Regions from separate parts of the Mus musculus genome. Here regions 2 and 3 are each linked to region 1. A link is a contact called in public HiChIP or PLAC-seq data. All regions are on one chromosome and are shown on one strand. Each heading gives the region's core, a stretch centred on a gene start, on an enhancer-like site or on the middle of the called end of the contact. The rest is flanking DNA. Distances are from core to core; before and after follow the strand shown. Region 1 has its middle 26 kb from the start of Far1os. Region 2 has its middle 51 kb from the start of Copb1. Region 3 has its middle 64 kb from the start of Rras2.

The links. HiChIP or PLAC-seq counts read pairs in DNA pulled down with a chosen protein or histone mark.
Region 2: a FOXA1 HiChIP or PLAC-seq map of pancreatic cancer cells shows a contact between it and region 1. The contact joins two enhancer-like sites. A contact is called at or near these places in 5 of 484 Hi-C or Micro-C datasets (cerebellum, cerebral cortex, pro-B cells and 2 more) and 1 of 115 datasets of contacts at active chromatin or transcription factors (pancreatic cancer cells).
Region 3: an HNF4G HiChIP or PLAC-seq map of pancreatic cancer cells shows a contact between it and region 1. The contact joins two enhancer-like sites. A contact is called at or near these places in 1 of 484 Hi-C or Micro-C datasets (stem cell-derived neural stem cells) and 1 of 115 datasets of contacts at active chromatin or transcription factors (pancreatic cancer cells).

Annotation. Positions count from the first base shown.
Region 1 is chr7:113,588,756-113,593,401 of GRCm38.p6, reverse strand. It overlaps the pseudogene Gm33828. Among named protein-coding and RNA genes, the nearest start is that of Far1os, 26 kb to the right of the region's middle. Within about 2 kb of position 2,156, at least 43 of the 459 cell types and tissues checked have an H3K27ac peak or open chromatin away from gene starts, as enhancers often do. A contact at or near this core is called in pancreatic cancer cells and uterus, where this site is marked.
Region 2 is chr7:114,201,346-114,205,991 of GRCm38.p6, reverse strand. No RefSeq gene overlaps it. Among named protein-coding and RNA genes, the nearest start is that of Copb1, 51 kb to the left of the region's middle. Within about 2 kb of position 2,146, at least 57 of the 459 cell types and tissues checked have an H3K27ac peak or open chromatin away from gene starts, as enhancers often do. A contact at or near this core is called in pancreatic cancer cells and uterus, where this site is marked.
Region 3 is chr7:114,179,047-114,183,692 of GRCm38.p6, reverse strand. No RefSeq gene overlaps it. Among named protein-coding and RNA genes, the nearest start is that of Rras2, 64 kb to the right of the region's middle. Within about 2 kb of position 1,997, at least 182 of the 459 cell types and tissues checked have an H3K27ac peak or open chromatin away from gene starts, as enhancers often do. A contact at or near this core is called in pancreatic cancer cells, where this site is marked.

The sequences.
Region 1 (4,646 bases), core at 907-3,406:
CTGTTGGTTGGTGGGGTGTTGGATCTCCACGGTAGGATCTTGCCCGGCTGAGATGGGAGTGTTCAGACTTGGTCCGATCAGAATGTGGTGCCTATGCTCATATCTCGAGGGTTGCTCCCCTCTCCCCCCTTCCTCTCCCACCGGCCGGTAGTAGAACAGGGACAAAGGGGCTGGGAAGGGAACTGATATCTTCATCATTGTCTGGTGCTGCTTTTCTGGGGGGCCTACCGGCCTCTCACTGACCTTGGCAAGTGCTCTTCTGATGAAGGAGCACAGGGGACCCCCCCCCCCATTCCTGCACTGCACTGGCTCCCATGCTGGGTGAGAAGTACAGGAACACCTGATGACATAGCTGCCCAGGCCTGGGAGCTGGGGCCTCAGTTGGGGGCTCGCTGCCTGCTGTCCCCCAGCACCTGCTGCCCAGTCCAGGACACCGTGTGCGCCAGCTTCTGCAAGGAGTACCTGAACCCATGCAGCAGCACTCGGAAGATGTACCAGCCAATGATGAGCAGTTCTGCCGGGGCTGCTGTTACTGCTGCCACGGTTCCGAAAGTCTGTGGGTGGTCAAGAGCAAAGGTTCGCCGAGGTCTACTGGTCTTGAGTCCACTGCTGGGCACAATGGCTTCTGTTCAATTTTATAGCCCTGATTCACTAACCCTGAAGAAAAGTCATTGATATTTATGATGAAATTTGTTGTAATTTTGTCTTTTGAGAAATGTAAGACAGGAGATCGCTCTTCCTCAAAAAGAAACAAACAAACAAAGAACACATCTAGGAGAGGAACTCTCTGCTATGTCAGAGAGAGGAGTGACAAGTGTGGGCATCATGAGAGGCCTGCAGGGGAAAGGGGATAGCTTCCTGTGACATCTGGCACATGACACCTGAGCTGGGTTTTCATGAAGGAAGTCTTCTCTTGGTGGAGAAGGGAAGGGACATTCCAGGAAGAGCTAGTGCAAAGGACCCTGGGGACAGCAGTGAAAAGGTACTGTCATTGAGAAGGAATAGTAAGGAGTGGGTACAGAAAGACAGGCTTGCACAGTGAAGACACGTTCTGCCTGGAACAGCAGCATGTCGGCTGAGAAACTAACGTACAGACAGGGAAGAGTAGACAGACGTGGGAAGGGGTGAGAGCCAGTCTTGGTCATCAGCCTGACTAAATCTGAAGTAAATTAAAATGCAAGCCAGCACCCCCTGGCCTGAGAGACTTGTCTTCATCAGATACGTGTGGACGGCAGCTTCTGCTAGCAGCCGGATAGAAGGAAACTTCCCTTTTTGCTTGTTGCCTTCACTCCTTCTGGCAAGCTCATCTATCTTGTTGCTACCACATTCCTTTGCTGATATTAGAAACAGCTTTGGGCTTCCAACATGGACTGAGACCAGTAGCTCCAGGAATCTTCTAGGACATCAGCACCAGATTAGGAATGCTGAGACAACCAGCTTTACAGAACTAATACAAGATTCCCAGCCTCTCCAGTGTGTTGAACTGCCAGGCCCATATTATGTAATATAACCTAATAAATCCCTTTTTAATATATCTTCACTCCATCAATTCTCTCCCTTTAGAGAATCCTGACCAACACAGAAGGCAAGCTAAGACAAGCTGGGAAGGAAGCCACGAGACTGTAGCGCTTGAGTGCTCTTACAGGTGATTCAGGGCTACTGGATTCCTTCTCATCTGCAGAGGAACCCAAGACATTCTCTGAGGGCTTCTGGAAGGAGGTTTGTGGATGTAACCCAGTGCCTAGCTTTACTTCCAGGGCTCTAGCAGACAGGTTCCTAGATTCCCCATATCCTTGATCCTGGCCCTAGAACAACTCCACTCTCCCTTTTAAGCCTCCAAACTAATGTGGATGCAGATAAGTATTGGCTCAGTTGGATTAGCTACCAAATTCACACCATTACTTCAGAGAAAGCAAATGTTTGCTGTATTACTCATCTCTTAACAATAACAATCAGTAAAGTTGGAACCACTGGATTGTCTGAATATCTGATCTGAGCCTATGCCAGGGTCTTCATTCCAGGGGGACCCAGGAACCTGCTAGGCTAGTCTTGTCAATTATTATAAGAGCTGGCATTTATTAACTTTGAGTCAGGCGGTGCCCTGGGTTCCTTACACACATGATCACATTTCATCCTCATGACAACTTCTATTGAGAGAAAACAGGTTTACAGAAGTGAGTTGCCTGAGGAGCCTCAGAGGCAAAGCCAGCCCTTGACTGCAGAGTTGTAAAAGGCTTTTGTTCTTTCTTAACCTGTCTTTGGCATGGCATGCTATGTGGTGTCTAACTGTGCTCTAAAGCCCATTGTGTTGAAAGGAAGGGCTTGGCTGTCAGCCTCTGGTCTTCCTGAAAGACAACAGAACATTTAGGAAGTAGAGCTTAATTAGTTGGTGTGCCCTTGAAGGGGCTGTTGAGACTCTAGCCCTTTCCAGCCACCATAAGACAAACACTTTCCCTTATTACCACACACCTTCACTATGATGTAGTATGTTGCCATTGGTCAACAAACCAACAAACTACAGACTAAGTTCTCTGAAGCCACGAGCTAAATAAATATTCCTCCTTATAAGTGCTTTATCACTAGCATTTGGTCACAGTGGTGGAAAGCTGACTGGCACATAGGGGAATCTTAATCTTCTGAAGGTGAGGAAAAAGACTCAAGCTTAGGACACCACTAGACAATGAAAATGTCATCCCAATCCAGCTCTCTCCACAGGCTCAGAAGTACAGAAGACTGTGGTGGGTGCCCTGAAAGCTGGTGTCTGGGGCTGCAGCCTATGGCATTAGTCACAGAACATAGAGTTAATAGGATGTTCCCTTCCAGGAAAACAAACTGGTCTCTGCTGCTTCACTGCTCAGGGCTTATACCTTGGCTACACAGAAGTGACTGGGTAACAGGTTCTTTCAAGAACAGAGTGGCTCTGTCCATGGGGGCAACACTTAGGTACTGTGCTTCCCCAGGGCAACTCTTCCCACATGAGATAACACAAAGATGCAGCTCACAGTCAGCTGGGCACAAGGCAAATTCGACAGTGGTTGTTTTTCTTAGCAGCTTCCTGGATGAGAACTGGGTCTCTTAGTATCAGAGGGCTATTATCCTACATGAAGAACTGAGAGAGAGACACACACAGAGACACAGAGAGAGAGAGAGAGAGAGAGAGAGAGGGGGGAGAGAGAGAGAGAGAGAGAGAGAGAGAGAGAGAGAGAGCAAAAGCTGTGGGACTGGTTTGTTCAGGATTGCTGTGTCCACCCCCTCCATCACTTTGATTCCAGACAAGGCATCTTTTCATCCCTCCCTTTTTTAAAAATCTACACTATGCAGATGCTGTTCACAGCCATGTGGCCAACCATATGTATAAAGAGTCTCCATCTTCAAGCCTTGGAGGGTAGCTGTGGACAGACAAAATAAAACCCAGGTTCCCCACCATTCATCAGTTTGTAATACACATGAAGCCTATTAATCAAATCCCTCAGAGCCTTTTAATTCCCTGTACTATGGCCCTCAAATACTTAGTTACCAAGGAATATGTAACCATGATTATGAACCAACCCATAAATTTTTTTAACCCATACTTGGTCCTCACTCTCTGCATCACTTTGGTCTTACCTGGCCAATGACCTCTGTTCTTATGGCTACATAGATGATCCATACATAGCCAGAAATGACAAATGAGACTGCTGACAGACTCCAAAGTGCTCTAGACAAAACCATACTGGTTTGGTGGATACAAGCTCCATTCCCAACTCCCTCTCCAGTGTCAGAATGCAAGTCAGAATCTGAAACTATTCCATGGGTTCTGGGGACACTTCCCCAGCCTCTAGGACTCAGGTTGGCACAGTGACACTGTGGTCCATGCAAAGATAAAAATAATGGCTTCCCCTCACATCTGCTCTGGACTTGGTCACCTGCCGACCCCAAAGCAGCACAGTACAAGCCCAGTTTCAAAACATCTGTGACTTGCCTGTCCAGAATAAACACCTATGATGTCATATTCTCCTACCCTCTCTTTCTCACTCTTCTAAACTCATGTCATTTCCCTTAGAAACACCTTTATGCATATTAGCTCCTGTAATGGAATCCAAGAGGGTACATAGTACACCATCTGATGCAGTCAGGCCTTAGCTAGAACATTCTTTTGCATAAGAAACTACAGAGCAGTGATGACCAAAGCGATCACAGTTGCATGTAAATCAGATGCTATGTTTGGAGAGAGAGCCAAATTGAACCTACTATAAAGGGACAGGTAAGGGAAGACATAAAGAGAACATTTCAGCCAAAAGGAACAACATTAACACATGCAGAGACATCAGCTCAGCATGGCTCCTGGGAGTGGAGCTTCCTCTGGGTACTGAGGGACTAGCTGTGGAGTTCGTGCCCAAGATCTGCTCAGGGCACTGGCCCAGACCAGAAGGAACCCTTGCCCTTGGTTGGTTCCTTGCAGAGTGGGAGAGAGACTATGGAGATTAGGGATGAGGGTGGTTTATAAAGTATGTTGAAGTCAAATATGCATTACTCTAAGTCGATTGGTGTGGAGTGGGTTGTTAATGACGGTACCTAATTGGGAAGATGACCAGCTAGGTGCTTTGGAAAAGTCTCCAGTCAGAATGGATTTGGGAAGTAGCAGAGAAGAGGAAGCAGATCCACTA
Region 2 (4,646 bases), core at 897-3,396, 610 kb before region 1:
TACAACCTGTAAGATCCAGGCACTCAAGCACTTTGTACAGAATGCATGCCCATGGGTACTGTTATAAAATAAGATTAGGTAATGACATACAAGCACAAGTCTCAGTTTATACCTTTAACTTTAACAACTCTGGAAAAGCCCCAAGAGAGAGTGCCCTGGCTTTGCAGTGCTGTAAGATTCCCTCCTCTCTTGTCAGTAGAAAGGAACAGTCTGGAGACACATCAGGACCCCAGGTTCTGGCTGATAATCTCCTGCACATCTAGAGCTGTGTCTTGAAGTTAGGTGGTGACATAGAGTCTAGTGAGCACTTCAGGGTCCGAACGGTGAGCCACAGCACTGTCTAACTACTTGAATCATAGGGAAGTGTACATACTGCTGTGGGAACGCAGATGGCTGTCACAGGGAGTCAGGTGTGGCTTCATAAAGAAATGATTTTGAACTAAACCATCAAAGCATAAATATGCTTGAGTGTCTTAGTAGGATTATTATTGCTGCAATGAAACACCATGACCAGAAGCAACAGAAGAAAAGATATATTTGGTTTGCAGTTCCATATCACTATTCATCTCTATAAGAAATCAGGACAGGAACGCAAACAGGGCAGAACCTGGGGGCAGGAGCTGAAGCAGAGGCCATGGATTACTGCTTACTGGCTTGTTCCTCATGGCTTGCTCAGCCTGCGTTTTTTATAGAACCCAGGACCATCAGCCCAGAGATGGCAACCACCCACAATAGACTGAGCCCTCCCCCATCAATCACTAAGAAAATGTCTTCCGGGCTGGCGAGATGGCTCAGTGGTTAAGAGCACCGACTGCTCTTCTGAAGGTCCTGAGTTCAAATCCCAGCAACCACATGGTGGCTCACAACCATCCATAATGAGATCTGATGCCTTCTTCTGGAATATCTGAAGACAGCTACAGTGTACTTATATATAATTAATAAATAAATAAATCTTTAAAAAAAGGAAGCATATTAAAAAAAAAAAAAAAAGAAAAAAAAAGAAAATGTCTTCCAGGTTTGCCTGTAGCCTGATCTTGTGGAGACATTTTCTTAACTGAGGTTCCCTCCTCTCAGATGACTCTAGGTTGTGTCAAGTTGACATAAAACTAGCCAGCACACTGAGCGTCGGATAAGGAATAGGAAAAGAGGGAGACAAAGTTGTTCTAGCCAAGAACACTTTGTATAAAGTCATAGAGGTATGTAGCACAGAGAGGTGCATTCTGCTCAACTTAGGGTTTTGTGAGAGAGAGGCAGTGGCAGATAAGAGACTAGATCTGAGAGGCAAGGGACTGGTCAACAATGGCAGGCTGACGGAGGTGGCACACTGGTCTGAAAGGTGTTCAGGTCCCATCTGTACCCACCCGGCAGATCCTTACTGAAGATTGGAGTGCCCAACCAGCACTGGGCTGGAAAAAATAAGAAAGGCGACTCAAGCTAGGCATGGCCACACATACCTGTAATCATAACACACAGGAAGCTGAGGCAAGAGAATCTTGAGTTGGAGGTAAGCCTGGACTACATTGCAAGACCCTGTAAGAAAGGGAAAAGAAAGGGGAAGGGGGGGGAGTGCAGGAAAACAAAGAAAGGGGAATGGAAAAGAGGAGGGAGGGAGAGAGGGACAGGGGAGGGAGGAAGGGAGGGAACGAGGGAGGGAGAAGCGAAGCAAGATAGGGTGAAACATACTAACTTCATCTCACCAGGAACACAGAGCTCAGGATTCTAGGCAGGTAAAGAGCAAGTTCTTGTTGAGTAAGTTCAACAGAGCGTGGTGTGGAGTGGGCTGTGATGGGATGGGAAGTGGGGCCAGGCTGCAGGGGTTTTCGGCAGTGCTACTTTAATGAAGGAGGGGGAAGCTCAGCCCCACCTTCCCTTCTGTAACATGGGGCTGTCTGTGTCCTGCCCTTCCTGCCTTGAAGGGTTCCTGATCATGGGTTAAAGAGTCAAAAGCAATTTCATATGGATTGCTTGTTTTTATTGCTTCCTGCTTCCTTTCGTTTAGATCATATCATTACCTTAAAAAAAATTTTTTTTTTAAAGATGACCGATGCATTTCATCAGTGAGGATTTCCAGGAATGTTAGGGAGGCAAATGTGGCAGAAAGAAAGTATGCAGGCTTTGGGGCCGAGTAAACCTGGCGTTAAGTTTTCCCTTGTAATTTATTAACTATGATCTTGAGCAAGAATATTTGTTTCGGCCTTTCTCTGCTCCCCTCCCCCAACACACACCCTAGAAAATGGAAATAAACAGTGACTGCCACCAGGCTTGGTTATAGATACATCCCAGCCCTCAGGAGCAGAGGGGTTGTGGATTTAAAGCCAGCCTAAGCTACACAGCAAGACCCTGTCTCACAACAAACACCATACCCATAAGTGAGACTATGCATGGCTTGTTAGTATGTTGTGCATAAAACTTATCTGATCATACTTGGACTCAGCATCAAGCATGGTGGCTTATGCCTGTAGCCCTGGTACTTGGGAGGCTGAGACAGGAGGATTGCTGCTAGTGAAAGGCCAGTTGAATTACATAGTGAGTTCTGGGACTTTCTGGGTTACACAGTGAAAAGCTGGCTAAAAACCAAAACCCCAAAGATAAAACAGCTTTGTCTCAGCTGTTCCAAGTCTCCTCTCACCTTCACTGTCCCTACTTGGCAAAGAACTCAGAATTGTCTGCTTGTGTCCAAGAAAAGCCCAGTTATGACAGGTGCTTAGTATGCACAGGACGCGTCCAGCTGTCTTGACTTCAAGCCATAGTCTTTTAGACTGAGTGACCATTAGCACTATCAAAATATTCCACGGAGTTGGCTTAGCATAGCATCTGTGTCAAGTTTTTCCAGAATGCTACAGCCTTATCGCTCTCACATCATTTGGGTAGTTACTCAGAATAAGCCTGAAGTTCCAGTCAGCTCATATAGAGTGTGTCATGCTCCCTGGAACATACTGTGCTCCCTCCCTGGAAATGTCAACAGCTCCCCCCGCCCCCCCTTAATGTAAGAATTACTGCCCCTCCTCTTTAAAATCAGATAACTGCTTTTTTTTGGAAGGAGAAAAAAAGTAGAATTGTTTTTATCATCTACTTCTGCCTCAGTCCAACCCCCAACGTGAAGTCACAGTTACTAGCCCTTTACACTCACAGGGTCCAGCTTCCTTTTAAGTGATGTAGATCAAACCTAGGACCTTGTGCATGCTAGGCAGGTTCCCACCCTAAGCCCCTTCCTTGCTTAGCATTTTTGTTGGGTAATAAGGCATTCATTCGCATTACACATTGATTCAGGTTCTGTCTCCATTGCACACACACCCCTTTTGTGCAGGCACTATTCCTGTCAGAGCTTGTAGATCAAGAACAATATGCAACCCTTTATTCTGAGACAGTCACCAAGTAAGGAATTTTCAGAGTGAATACGAGAGGGCTGGAAAGAAAGAAATAGAGTCATGGAATAGAGAGTGGCTGGTAGATAAGAGGGAGGGAGCCAGGGTAGTGGGGCACTGTAATGGTTTGTATATGCTTGGCCCAGGGACTACTAGGAAGTGTGACCTTGTTGGAGTGGGTGTGTCCATGTTAGAGTAGGTGTGTCACTGTGGACATGGGCTTTAAGACCCTTGTCCTAGCTGCCTGGAAGCCAATCTTCTAGCTGCCTTTGGAACAAGAGGTGGAACTCTCAGCTCTTCCAGCCCCATGTGTGCCTGGATGCTGCCATGCTTCTGCTGTGAAAATAATGGACTGAACTTCTGAACCTGTAAGCCAGCCCCAATTAAATGTTGTCCTTTATAGGAGTGGCCTTGGTCGTGGTGTCTGTTCACAGCAGTAAAACCCTAACGAAGACAGGCACTAAGAGGAACCTGAGGTGGAGATGAGTTGGGTACTGTCAGAGCCTTACCCTGGCAATCCTGACAACTTAGCCTTGAGGACCCCCCTCAGCCAGCCAGTTAGGAGCCACTGATGGAGACCAGAAAAGGGCATTTAGTCAATGTGGCCACACTGGGAAGGGAGACAAAGAGACCAAGTACCACCTCCAAGTCCATCTTCCAGGGTCTTGACTCAGGTATAAAGTCTATGTAGTCCCAGTCAGGGGTCAAGGCATGGCCCCACCCATCACTGACCACCACTGTCTGTATTTAAATCTATCCTACAAGGTGGTTACAAGGGAGTCTGAGAAATTGCTAGCGCTGTGTGGACTCTCTCTGGGGGAGACAAGCTCCTCCTACAGCTTTAGTGTTCTCTTCTCTCAGACTAAGATCCCTGGGGAAATGTTAATTCCTTGAGGTCCCTTGTTTCAGTCATCTGGTAGCCAAAGGGAAGAGTCTAAATATCTCTTTGGAAATTTTTCAATTACCTTTTAAACATGCCAAAGAGAAAATCAATTTGGGCTGGTGAGATGGCTCAGTGGGTAAGAGCACCCGACTGCTCTTCCAAAGGTCCCGAGTTCAAATCCCAGCAACCACATGGTGGCTCACAACCATCCATAACGAGATCTGACTCCCCTCTTCTGGAGTGTCTGAAGACAGCTACAGTGTACTTACATATAATAAATAAATCTTTAAAAAAAAAAAAAGAAAATCAATTCTAAAAATATCTCTTTAGAATATTTTTATTCCTTTCAGTTTACAGAACGGCTAAGATTTATTTTTCATATGTATGTGAGTATAGTG
Region 3 (4,646 bases), core at 748-3,247, 590 kb before region 1:
TCTTCTCTCTCCCTTACTGATCTCAGCCACCACCCATGGCTTCATTTATCGTCCATCTCTCGTGACTCACAGATCTGTTTCCGAATCTCTCTTCCCAGCATTCCACATCTACATAGCAAATTGCTTAGTGTAAATCTCTCCTTGGATGGCTCATATTGTATCCCTAATCCCTGTCCTTCCCAGAGGCTATCACCATAGTGCTGTGGGTCTGGCTCAGCAAACGGCACAAACGTATATCTTTCTGTCAAGCTAAAATTCAAAAACCAACCCTCTTCCTTTCTGCTTCCCAGGCGCAGATCCTGATTCCTGACTGATATATCTGCTAAATATCTTTAGTGCAAGCTCTCCTCTAGTTTCCCCACATAGTGTTGCTCACATCTTCATTTTCTCTCAAAGGGACTTTTTTTTTTTTTTTTTTTGAGGGGGGGGATGTCGAGACAGGGTTTCTCTGTGTATCCCTGGCTGTCCTGGAACTCACTTTGTAGATCAGGCTGGCCTCCAACTCAGAAATCCGCCTGTCTCTGCCTCCCGAGTGCTGGGATTAAAGGCGTGCACCACCATGCCCGGCTTCTCAAAGGGACTATTGCAACAGATTTCTATTTGCTCTCTGGGCAAATGCTAGGTGTATTTTGATTTCTGCAAATCACTCATTAAGTCGGACTATTCCTTGCTCATACAACACCAGAACCTTTTGTCTAGTTATTCATCAGGCCCTCCAGGGCTGCTCCAAGACTCTCTTTCAGACCACACAGAGCATCCTTTCTGCTTTTTATGTCCTTCCCCATCTTCGTGATTTCGCAATTGCCTCTCACATTTCTATGCCTTGCCTGAGTGTCTGCCTCTTCTGTGGATTGGTGGATCATTCCTGGACCCCCTCTAGCAGTTTCTCCATCAATCTGTCCCTGAACTCACTGCAGCACTCTATTTATTACAATGTATCTACATCCAATTCTCCTGTGGACTCCCTAAGCAGGTCTCTAGGTGGCTCTCCCTACATGCCGTGCAAATGTTTAGTTTTCTTAACCAAAAACTCATAGCTAGGGTTTGGAGAGTACCTTGTGAGTTCCATGAAAATGTATGTGAAATGATATGTCTGAGGTTATTAAAGGAACCAGAGGTTTAAAGGAACCCTAAATTCATAGACAGTTAAGATCTCTACCTTATGGGTAAACATTGTCAAGAAGCTATGTTTAGAAATCTGAAATTCATCCATTTCAGCCTACATTTCACAATGGGATGGGATGATTACTGCTACGGCAGCGGCGGCTGCTGCTGCTGCTGCTGTTTTTGCTGCTGTTGCTGCATGGAGTTGTTGTTGCTGCTCCTGTTATTGCTGTACGTTGCTGCTGCTGCTGCTGTTACAGCATGCTGTTGTTGCTGATGCTGTTGCTGCATGCTTTCTGTTTTTGCTGCTGCTCCTGTTATTGCTGCATGCTGTTGCTCTTATTACTGCATGTTGTGGTTGCTGCTGCTATTGTTGTTGCTGTTGCTCCTGTTATTGCTGCATGCTCTTGTTGCTGCTGCTGTTTATGTTGTTGCTATTGCTACTGTTTCTGTTCCTGTTGTTGTTGTTGCTGCTGCTGCTGCTGCTGGCTAATGAGGACAGATATGAGTGAAGGGGCATGTAGCAGCTTTCCCTGCAAGTGGGGATACTCAAAAGCCACCCCTTCTTCTCTCTTCCCCCACATCTCTGTCTTCCTCTTTCATTGTGTGAGCACACACAACCAGAATGAATGCAGATTTGAAACTTGAACATACACAGACCTCTGAATGTACACACAAGAGACACACAACCAGGCATGCACACATAGATAAACATACACAAACACCCAAGTGAGCATGTGAATCACAAACACCCTCGCTCCTAAGTACACACGCATACCCATAAACCCATACATGTGATACTCACAGAACTAGGCTCCCACAACTCCCTCCTGCAGAGAGTGATTGCAGCACCTGGCACCAGGCCCATGAAGACAGCCGAGTGGAGCCATCTGTCAGGCTGAGGTTCCTGAACACCACCCATCCTGCCTGAGCTCAGCTGGTCGGCATGCCGGGCATGTGGCCTTGCTATTCTCTCTGGCTGAATCATGCTGAGTGAGCTGGCCTGGCTAGAGTTTATCAAATCGGAACAGAATTTTGGCAAAACAGATGACTCGTGAGCTTGGCATTTGTGTGCTCAGGAGTCAGAGACCCTGAAGAAGACAGAGAAGGGGTCTGTATAGAGGGAAGAAATCACTTCTAGATAGACTGAGAGATGCTAGTGGGCTGAACTCAAAAAGCAGTGTGGCAGAACCCTGATTCAAATTCCAGCTCTGCCACTTAAAAGCCACATGACTTCGAGCATGACAGCTTATCTCTTTGAACCTTGATATCTTCTACAAAAATGACCTAATACTATGATCTGACTCACAGGTTTGATTTCTTTTAATTATTGTAATATAATAATTATAAATTACCACAGAGGCATATAACAATGACTACACTAGTAGCTATTATAAGTAGGGGATATCCAAGTCCAATAAGGATACATACTAGCACAGCCTGATAAGCCCTTCTAACCCAACATCCCATCTCACAGGGCAGCAGCCTTGGCATCCTCTCAAGACTGATCTTCATTTATAAACCTGTTCCCTCTGCCTTTTTGTATTCCACCAACTGCTTGTCAGCTTTCAAACTACTGCTCCTTCCTTCTGCTCCTCCTTAAGAGGTTTTTTTTTCCTAATTTTAGGATTTTTTTTTCCGAGACAGGGTTTCTCTGTATCACCTGGCTGTCCTGGAACTCACTCTATAAACCAGGCTGACCTCAAACTCAGAAATCCGCCTGCCTCTGCCTCCCAAGTGCTGGGATTAAAGGCGTGCGCCACCACACCTGCCTTAGGATTTATTTTTATTATTTTTAAATTATGTGTAGGTGTCTGTGTGTGGGTATGTATCCATGAGTGTAAGTGCCAGTGTATATTGAGGTTTGGCCTGTTGCTATGTATTATAATGCTAAATTCTGTATCCCAAGATCTAGTTGCCTCAAGACGTGTGAATTCTCACTTAAGCCAATGCAAACCTTGTTCCTTAGTTTTAAACTATTGGTTAATAAAGATGCCTACAGCCAGGCAGTAGTGGTGCACACCTTTAATCCCAGCACTTGGGAGGCAGAGGCAGGCGGATTTCTGAGTTCAAGGCCAGCCTAGTCTACAGAGTGAGTTCCAGGACAGCCAGGGCTACACAGAGAAACCCTGTCTCAAAAAAAAAAAAAAAAAAAAAAATGCCTACAGCCTGCAGCTGGCAGAAAAGAGGTAGACATGATGGCAGGGCATGAATTGAGGTCTTGGGATCTGAGGCAGAGACCACAAAGGATGGGAAGGAGACAGAGGTGGAGATAGGTGAATCATGAACTCACGGGCATGAGGGCTGGCCTGTTGGAGTAAGAGTGGCCCAGACAGAACCTGGCAAGTGATATCTCGGAGTTACTGACAAGGAAGAAGACAAACTAACATAGAGCTGTAGTTACTGATAGTTGTCAGTCACATGACCTGGGTGTTAGGAGCTTGAACTCAGGTCCTCTGGAAGAGCAATGACTGTTCTTAATGGTTCAGCCATCCCTCCATCCTCAGCCCTGGTATTTTGTTTTTCTAGATGGAAGTCTTTGTATCTCACCTAGCTTTGAACTAGCAGTCTTCTCACCTCAACTCCTAAGTGCTAACATGCAGCATCACGCTCAGTCGACATGCCCCCTTAGATCATGGGAACTACCATTGCCCTACTGACCTGCTGTCACCTCTATACAGCTCCCCAGGTTTCTGCTGCCAGCAGATGCTCACATCATAACGCTCTTATCACTCCTCATCTGGTCTGACATAACAACAAAAATAAGAATGGGATTTGCTAAGCCTTCATAATATGTCAGAAACCTGCAAAAACAAATACAACCTTTTATTTTTTTACAACTTTATTAATATTTCCCATTTTACAACTGAAGAAATTGAGTTACCAGAATATGAAGGACTGAGCCCAGTGCGACACACTGATTGTAAAGATATTCTGTCACCTCATGGATTGTTAGGAGACACCAGAAGCTAAACTACATTGCAACACAGAGTGAGTCCCAATGGCAAAGATATTTGAAGTATGGAGGTAGGCAGTCAGGAGAGTGTACTTCAAAATTAATGAAATAGTAATTGTTCTGGAGCCAGAATGTGGGCTCTGGAAGACTTTGTGCCTGAGAAGTCATGCTTATTGACCAATTCTGTGAAATAGAAACAGGCTAGGTTCTTAATGCCTTCTATCTTTTTCGACCTCATCACCTATCTGCTAAGTGGGAATATGATTTTATTACTTTGAAGAAACCAAGGCTCAGGGTAGTTATAAAATGTCCAAGGTAATGTCAGAATTCATCAACATGAGACTCAAAGCAGGCCCATCTAACACCAGTATCTCCACTCCTCCATGGTAGGAGTTCAGAAAGAGTCAAGTTACATGCATATTATGTTGTATAGTTGGCCTAAGCTTGTAGTAGCTCTGCTTCAGCCTCATGAATGCTGGGCTTGCAGACATGAGCAGTCTTACTTTCTCTGAGTCTTCAGGATCAACCATCATGGTAGCTTCTGCTTCTCTCCACGAAGATGGTTGTTTCCACAGTTGCCCTCTCT